Regions from separate parts of the Mus musculus genome. Here regions 1 and 3 are each linked to region 2. The links are chromatin contacts, called in public promoter capture Hi-C maps. All regions are on one chromosome and are shown on one strand. Each heading gives the region's core, a stretch centred on a gene start, on an enhancer-like site or on the middle of the called end of the contact. The rest is flanking DNA. Distances are from core to core; before and after follow the strand shown. Region 1 overlaps Abr (active BCR-related gene). Region 2 holds the start of Bhlha9 (basic helix-loop-helix family, member a9). Region 3 holds the start of Cpd (carboxypeptidase D).

Region 1 (2,702 bases), core at 18-2,517, 160 kb after region 2:
CACACCAGAAGAGGGCAGGGGATCCTATTACAGATGGTTCTGAGCTATCATGTGGTTGCTGGGAATTGAACTCAGGACCTTTGGAAGAGCAGTCAGTGCTCTTAACTGCTGAGCCATCTCTCCAGCCCCAAAACCATACTTTTATAAAGTATACCAGACTTGGGTATTCAACTGAGAAAACATTTCCACGTCTCTTTATATAAGTCGATCAAGCTAGGGAATGTTCCCATCACCCTTGAAAGTTTGCTCATGCCTGTCCCAGTCAGCGCACTGCCTGTTTCCAGCCCTGGGTTTCACTTGTTCTTAAACTGTGTGTGACAGCGTCCTATATTGTGTGCTTTCATATCTGGCTGCTTTTGTTTTACCTAGTATCTGCAAGATGGACCTTTGCAGATGAAATGAAGTAACATGTCCGGTGTGGCACAGTTGTGAATCACAGTGTATAAGTGTTGGTCAAAGAAGCTCCTGGGGCCAGCAGGACAGGTCTCAGACAGACTTGATGTTGCTTTCGTCGGATTGATGGTTAGGCCCGTGCTTTCCTCTGTGCTTCTTCTCTGCCCCCACCACACCCCCATTGATTCCCAGGTAGAAAATGACCTACTTATAGTTAGCCTTGATGTCATCCGTGCTGGGATGTCAGGACCACTCTCCACCTGGAATTATATCCTCCTGTACCTGTAGGTTCTTTAGACTCTGCAGAAGAGGAAGAGAGGACCCCAGGCCTTTTATCAGCATCTGCTTGGAGCTTGGGGCCCTCATTGTGTCTGTCCAGCTATGCCTGTTGGTCTTTGGTTCAGTCCAGCTTTAAGACAAGATTGTCTTGAACACTGATCTCCTGCCATTTGGGCACCTGAGGTAGTAGAAATGAGGGCTAATGAGGCACGTTGGTTTGAACTCGCCTCTTACCGGCCACTTCTCTCATTGCTTGGATTTGTGTTCGAGGGCCTGTCATCTGGCTGCTCTCAGTATACTGGCTTCATCACAGACTGGGAGTACGGTACCCCACATTCACGGGTGATGTCTTCTCTGGGTGGCACAGATTATACCTGCGTATGACACTCAGGAGCGTGTCAGGAGGAACTGCTGTGTTCCGTGCCCCCATGGCGGGGGTCTCTGGGCTAGCAAGCTGACTCAACAGAGCTCCAAGTCCTGACCACCCTCCAGCTTGACTCAGGATCTAGTCTGTGCCCCCTTCTGTCGTGCTGTTCCCTTCACCTCCTCGCTCACTCAGTGTTCCAGCCATGGTGGCTATTTATAGACCCGTAAGGGGCCCTGCTGTTTCTCATACTTGCGCCATTGCCAAGCCTCCTCCTTGCCTAGAACTCTGCTCCCGGCCCCCACCCGCCTGGCAGGCACCCACACATCGTTCAAGAGTTAATTAATAATATCAACAATAGCAGCTAAGATGTATTGGGTGCTTAGTACGTGCTAAGTGCTTCACACGTATCATCCAGTGGAGACCTTGCAGGCCTGGCGCTTGCTCTCCCTGTCCACTGTCCACTCAGCCAAGTATCTGCCCAGAAGTGGCTACCTGATGCTAGGCACAAAGGTTGAAAACTCAAAGACAATGGATGGAGTCTGTCTTCTCCATCCCTTGCTCTTAGAAAGTGATAATCCCTGGAATGTTTGGTCCCCTCATCCCCATTCTCTGCTTCACCGTGCCTGGGAAGTTTTATCGCGTGCTAGACTGTCTTCCTTTACTGGGATGGAAGGGTATTACTTAGAAATAGCTTGCATCACACATGGCAGAAACCTGATCTGCTAGGGCTTTTATTTCCTACTTCTCAGGAAACGAGGCGCACTGGTTTCAGTTGGCTCCGTAGCCTCACGGCTCACAGAGATATCTTTGCTAGCTTTTCACTTTTTCCTCCCAGCAGCAGAATGGCTGTTGTAGCTCCTGTCATCACAGCCAAGTTCACGGCAAGTAACCAAATCAAGCCAGAGGCCTCTCAGAATCTCACTGGCCAGGATGGTATTTAGCAGTCACTTCTTTTTTTATATTTTATTTTATTTTCAACATCCAATGCTTTTTTTATTAACAGTAAGATCCAGGGTTAGTTTTTGTAGCCTCGGCTGGCCCTTCGGCCTCTGGCGCGCTCAAACTTCCGGCCCTTGGAACGGACATAGGGTTTGGTATGGCTGTGTGGGGTTCCTGGGGCCTTGCCAAAATGCCTCTCAGCCCTTCGGAGGACCAGACAGGAGCACAGTGCCCCGGCCCTTGGGAGACTTCAGGGCCAGCTGGTCAAAGGTGAGGATCTTACCCCCAGCCTTGAGGATGCGACTCCAGGCCCGGCTGCTCACCCACAGTGCACACACCTTCAGCTTGGGAACTTGCAGAATCTGCACATCATCTGTGACCGTCCCCACAACCACAGCAGTCTTGTTCTCCCGGCCAGGAGATCATGCGGGACAGGGACAGAGATGGCCGGTTGGTTCGGCTCATGAGCAACCTCTTCAGCACAACCTGATTGAAGGTGGAGTTGGTCTGTCTGGCCAGAAACCTGTACAGCTTGACAAGCAGCCGCAGATAGATGTCCTGGCTCTTGGGCTCCTTGCTCCATATGAAACCAAACTGATGCAAACAGGGAAGAGGCGATGATACGAGATAGAAAACCAGCAGTGTTTGCTACTGTCTGGGAGTAGAGACACCACAGTTAACTCCTTTCATGTTTCCAAATGATAGATGCTGTATGGTTTTTTCC
Region 2 (2,700 bases), core at 50-2,549:
GACCCTATTCATCCTTCCAAGATAATACCCCGTTTCTGAGGCTTTTCTGTCATACTAGGACACTGAACTCATTGGAGTCCTGATAGCAGACGGAGAAGACATGTTTCCTTTTTATTTGATCATTTTCTGGGCTTCTCTCAGTTCAGCAGCAGCCCAAACCGGGGAAGAGGACCACAGCATATGCCCTCAGATCATAGCAGCTGCCTACCCACACAGTCCCACAAGTCCCACTTTCCAAAGGCGGCAAGGGAAAAGGAGGGCTCAGAAGCAAAGGAAAGCAAAGGCCACTTTCCAGGAACAAGGGGTTGACCAAGTCCAAACCTAAAATCTCCCTTCTTTTTCACCACCCCAGGCTGGGATGTGGGAAGGCTGCCCTGAGCCCGGTAGTTCCTTCCCATGGTAAGACATCCTCCTTTGCCACGCAAGTCACAACCCCATTCAATTTTGCTCTGTCCAGGATGACTTCTGCCATCTTCTCTTTTGCAGTCACTCGGGCCAAGCCGGCTTCCCTCTGGGTGGCACGATCAAGAGTGCTGGTAGCCCAGCCCAGAACCCCACCGCCACGAAACCGGTCGAACAGGGGGAGCCCCAGGACATTGACGCCAGTTTCCCCCGGAGGTTTGGGCCAAATTGGGCACTTCGGCCATCACCCTAGGCCGCCCCAAGTGCGAGTGCGGGGAACACGAAGCGCAGCGCGGTGTAGGCGGCACTAAGGGGCTGGCGATGTCCCTGCGCGTTAGGCTAGGCGCTATAGGAGACGGCGCTGACCGCGGAACACTGAAGCTGGAATTCCCCGTGCTCGAGCCTTGGGCAGCCTGGCCGTGACACTCCAGGTGTCCGCAGGGCCAGCGGGGCGCCGGACTGGCACGCAGGACCAAGGATAGAGCAGTGATGCGGTGGATGGCCCTGCGCAGCGTAGCGATCTTGGAGAGCCTCTTGCCTCCGAGGTCATGCTGCAGCGCCCGGCGGAGCGCGTTGAACGCCTCGTTGTAATCCAGGATGCGCTTGCGCTCCCGCACGTTAGCCGCCATGCGCCGAGCCTTGGACCGTGTGGGCCGCTCGCGCTTTCTGCCAGCTGCCTCTTCTGCCTCGTCCAAGCTGCTCCTCCTCAGCACTCCAAAATTCCTGCCAGCCTCCGAGCAGGAGCGCCCCAAGTCCTCCACAAAATCCTCAGCCCGGTTCAGGCCCCCGAGGCCTAGTCCTGGCGTGCCTCGGAGCATGGCCTATGTCCTGGTCTCACAGCTTCAGCTATTTGGGTCCAAAAGGCTGCTGGTCCACTGACTGATGGCTCTTGCTGGCTGGACACTCTCTGGACAGGTCCTCTCTAGCTGGGCTTTATGGCACCACGCGGCTCCCCGCCCTCCCAGTCCATCCATCTCCCTCCTCCTGCTTTATTACCTGCCCCCAGGTGAGATGGTGAGGGAGGACCTGAGAGGAAGGAAGCAAGCAAGGAAGGAAGCGTGCAGATTCTTGTACACAGGACCAGCTGGGCAGCCTGGCCACGCCCTGGGCAATGCTCCAGTTGTCACAGGGAACATACTTGCTGTGCTGCACGGACCCTCTCCGGCAACCGGGTTCGGTTTCCCCTACTCCTGACCCCAGGTAGAATGCCACATTAGATTCTTGGCAAGGGAGCAGATAGGGTTGCAGAAGGATAGCAAGGGTGGATTGAGTGAATTTTAAAAACCTTGAGGGCCGGAGAGATGTCTCACCGACTAAGAGCACCTACTGCTGAGCTCCATCCTGAACGCCATCTGTGAGCAGCCAGAGTTGACACTAAGGTACAGCCTGGCCGTTGCAGAAGAATCCAGAAAGGAGGAGCAGATCAGAGGCAGCCAACCCTGCTGTGCTACAAGAAACCTTTCAGCTACCACCGTGAGGCTCGTCTGGATTCTGGGTTGGTGTTTGGATTAAGCCCAACATTCCCCCTACTTTTGGGGGGGCTTCCCTTTCTTCAGGCAGAGCTGGGCTGAGTCAGAAGCAAAGAGTGATGAGGACTTTTATGTCTGGCTTCCCTTGCAATACCCATCAGGGAGCAACTCTTAATGTCCAGGGCCTTTAAGCAGCCCAGTCCCTCTACAGAGTAAGGTCAGGTTAGGAATCCAGGGCACTCTCTCCATCGCTGTCACTGAGGACTGGAATTTTAAACAAGATCAAAAAAGGGAAAGAAAGAGAGGAAAAAGATGGAAGGAGGGAAAGAAGGAAGGAAGAAAGACAGACTCCCCCATGGAATTTCAGGTATGCATTCATGATTTATCAGGAGCAACATAAGATTAAGTTTAACCTCATTCCCAGCCACATTCCAAATGCTGTGGCACCAGCCAGGATGGGCACACAGGTCACACACATATTACCAATGACCTCATTGCTTTCAAGCTGAGTTTTCCTGCAGAGGGAAAGAACGGGGCACTGGGAAACCAACTGCCTGCATTCACTGATGAAATAACCTAAAGGCTGTATTTATCAGGATGGATTCCTCTAATAAGTTCAACATATGTGGAACAGAAAACAGCTAAGCCCAGCATGTTGGCACACACCTGGAATCCCAGCACTTGGGAGGCAGAGGCCAGCCTCAACTACATAATAGTTTGAGGTCAACCTGGGCTATTGGAGACCTCACCTCAAAACCAAAACAGAACAAAAAGTTTAAAAAGTAGCTAGAAACTAGGCACAGTAGCACCTGCCTGTCATCCCAGCACT
Region 3 (2,700 bases), core at 175-2,674, 170 kb before region 2:
AGAACACCTAGGCTCTGCTCGTAAACTTTCCAACCTCCCGTGCATGCTCCTCCTTCTATCCAGAATTCTTCACTCCCATCTTGGCTTCTTCCCTAGCTTCTTGGTTGCCTTCTCCTCAGACTGAATGAGGTTTTCCTCAGGAATGTCCCCACAGATGTATTGCATTGTTCATCCCTGCATTGGATCTCTAACTATGCAAGCAATGCCTTGCTTCCCAGCTTCTAGCTTTGACAGACACCAATTACTCAATAAATACTCAGTAATCAGTGAATTCCACGGGCTCTATGAAGATTCAATTAGAGTTCAGAAACTCGAACCATCCAGCACCGAAAGAAGGGAATGATAATGGTTATCACAATTATGTCATTAGATGGGTTAGAATTTCACGCTTGATAAAAGGATTGCCAAACTTCAAATTTCTTCAAGCTAACGTGATTAAACTTTACTTGGAAGGTTAGGTTTTTCTGGACTTACCCAAATACCTTGGGGGAAGTACACTTGCCAAGCAGGTATTTCTAGACATGGCAAATCTATCTCTTAAAGACAGCATTCCAAAACTATAGCTATGGCTGTATAGAGGTGATCTAGATGCTCCTACTCAAAAGAAGTGTGAGAGGAGGGTAAGGTCACTAAAAAACGATATCTCCTCAGTGAGAGCAGAGACCAGCACACAAAGAAGATAGTTACAATCCAACACTTTTGAATGGCCAATTAAGACCACATTAAGACAGAGGGCGCCTACTATGGAAGTTTCCACTTAATAAAGGAGATACCTAGTCACGCGACAAATCAAAAATAGAATTGATTGCTTTATGAGGTGTCTCATTCTCTTCAACTGCATGTAGGCAGATGGGCTCAAGCCCAGGCAGAACCGATCAAGGGGGATGGGGGGGGGGCGGGGAGGAAGGTGCAAAGGAGATGGGACTAAGGAGGTCTTTGATTCTCCAAGGAGATTAAGATTCTTTCTAACTTCCTGATTTTCTCAAGAGTCCTTTAATCTTTGGAACCTTTCGATTCTTTTGATTACTGACTCTAAAGCATTAAAGCGTAGCTAAGAAATGCTGCAACGAAGAAGGGGGCTAGTAAAAGCTCTCAGAGAATTTCAGAGGAGAAGCCATAAAGAAGAGACTGAGCAAAAAACAAAACAAAACAAAACAAAACAAAACAAAACGAGAGAAGTAGAAGAGGAAATAGGGAGGCGGGAAGACAGAGGGTAGAACCTTAGTGGAGGAAAGGAAAGCGACTAAAGTCCCTAAGGACTGGAGTGGAGACACGCCCAGAGGGAAAATCGTCCGCTTTAAGGAAAGCCCCGCCCCCTAGAGTGACACCCAAGCATTCAAGGCTACGATTGGCTAAGGCTGGAAGGCGGGATGGGGTTGCTAGGCGCGGAGGGGATCCGGCGGGCTGCCGCCTCCCGGAGTGTGGAGCCGCTGGAGCGGAGCGGTATTAGCGGCGTTGCTGGAAGATGGCGAGCGGCCGGGATGAGCGGCCGCCCTGGCGGCTGGGACGCCTGCGTCTGCTGCCGCCGCCACCGCTGCTGCTGCTGCTGCTGCTACTGAGGAGCTCGGCCCAGGCGGCGCACATCAAGAAGGCTGAGGCGACCACGACAACCGTTGGCGGCTCCGAGGCGGCCGAGGGCCAGTTTGACCACTACTACCACGAAGCGGCGCTGGGCGAGGCGCTGGAAGCGGCGGCGGCCGCGGGGCCACCCGGCCTGGCGCGTCTCTTCAGCATCGGCAGCTCGGTGGAGGGCCGGCCGCTGTGGGTGCTGCGCCTCACAGCGGGCCTGGGGCCGCCGCCCACCGCCGCCGCGGGGCTGGACGCCGCGGGGCCGCTGCTGCCCGGCCGGCCGCAGGTGAAGCTGGTGGGTAACATGCACGGCGACGAGACGGTGTCACGCCAGGTGTTGGTCTACCTGGCCCGCGAGCTGGCGTCGGGCTACCGCCGCGGGGACCCGCGCCTGGTCCGCCTGCTCAACACCACCGACGTGTATTTGCTGCCCAGCCTGAACCCGGATGGCTTCGAACGTGCCCGCGAGGGTGACTGCGGCCTCGGCGACAGCGGCCCGCCTGGGACCAGCGGCCGTGACAACAGCCGAGGCCGCGACCTCAACCGCAGCTTCCCTGACCAGTTCAGCACCGGCGAGCCACCTTCCCTGGATGAGGTGCCGGAGGTGCGCGCCCTCATCGACTGGATCCGCAGGAACAAGTAAGCGTTGCCTGACTGCTTTCGGTCCCACGTGAGCCTTCGAGGCCAGGAGGCTTATTTTGACAGCCAGCAGGCGCCCAAACAGTGCTTGCCAGCCTAAGGGGTCGGGGGCAGTCGGTGTGGAGAGTGACACCCAGTAACTGGAACGGAGGCCAGGTTGCAGTACCTCTTCCTCTTGCTAACTGTAAAGAAGCCTGCTTGTGGCTGTCATTTGTGCAGGGCAAGCCGGGGGGCTTTTTCCCCCCTCCCATTCTATCCCTATTTTTGAAAGACCATCGTATATGAGCAACGGGTACGGATTTTAAGGATTCCTAAGTTAGCACCTTCATTATGTATGTAGCTAAGCTTGTCACTAGAAGCACTGTGGCAAGCACTTTCTGCGACTGCATTATGTCACTCGATGTTGACCACAACCGGGCGACCTAGACACCACTCATATCCTCTAGACACCACTGGTACTCTTGTTTTGCATACGGGGAAATTGAAGGGCAG

What was found. Promoter capture Hi-C pulls out the DNA fragments that hold promoters and counts their contacts.
Region 1: a contact with region 2 is called in a promoter capture Hi-C map of hippocampal neurons, with 2.5 times the contacts expected there. The contact joins the enhancer-like site here to the promoter of Bhlha9 in region 2. A contact is called at or near these places in 14 of 39 promoter capture datasets (the 3T3-L1 cell line, 3T3-L1-derived adipocytes, the C10 cell line and 9 more), 1 of 484 Hi-C or Micro-C datasets (bone marrow-derived macrophages), 6 of 115 datasets of contacts at active chromatin or transcription factors (the 230-238 cell line, bone marrow-derived macrophages, craniofacial prominence and 3 more) and 2 of 9 other capture datasets (adipose tissue and liver).
Region 3: a promoter capture Hi-C map of stem cell-derived epiblast-like cells shows a contact between it and region 2, with 4 times the contacts expected there. The contact joins the promoter of Cpd here to the promoter of Bhlha9 in region 2. A contact is called at or near these places in 16 of 39 promoter capture datasets (the 3T3-L1 cell line, 3T3-L1-derived adipocytes, the C10 cell line and 10 more), 1 of 15 datasets of contacts at CTCF or cohesin (pro-B cells), 6 of 484 Hi-C or Micro-C datasets (all in embryonic stem cells), 7 of 115 datasets of contacts at active chromatin or transcription factors (embryonic stem cells, large pre-B cells and memory CD8 T cells) and 3 of 9 other capture datasets (adipose tissue, embryonic stem cells and pancreatic islet).

The regions. Positions count from the first base shown.
Region 1 is chr11:76,513,921-76,516,622 of GRCm38.p6, reverse strand. The region is part of intron 1 of Abr (active BCR-related gene); the gene reads left to right. It also overlaps the pseudogene Gm12341. Among named protein-coding and RNA genes, the nearest start is that of Abr, 56 kb to the left of the region's middle. Within about 2 kb of position 1,267, at least 11 of the 459 cell types and tissues checked have an H3K27ac peak or open chromatin away from gene starts, as enhancers often do. A contact at or near this core is called in hippocampal neurons, where this site is marked.
Region 2 is chr11:76,671,069-76,673,768 of GRCm38.p6, reverse strand. Bhlha9 (basic helix-loop-helix family, member a9) reads right to left here and starts at 1,299. Exons shown (of 1, transcript NM_177182.4): 1 at 93-1,299. The coding sequence starts at 1,220. The coding sequence ends at 525.
Region 3 is chr11:76,845,732-76,848,431 of GRCm38.p6, reverse strand. It overlaps Cpd (carboxypeptidase D), which reads left to right and starts at 1,424. Exons shown (of 21, transcript NM_007754.2): 1 at 1,424-2,208. The coding sequence starts at 1,466.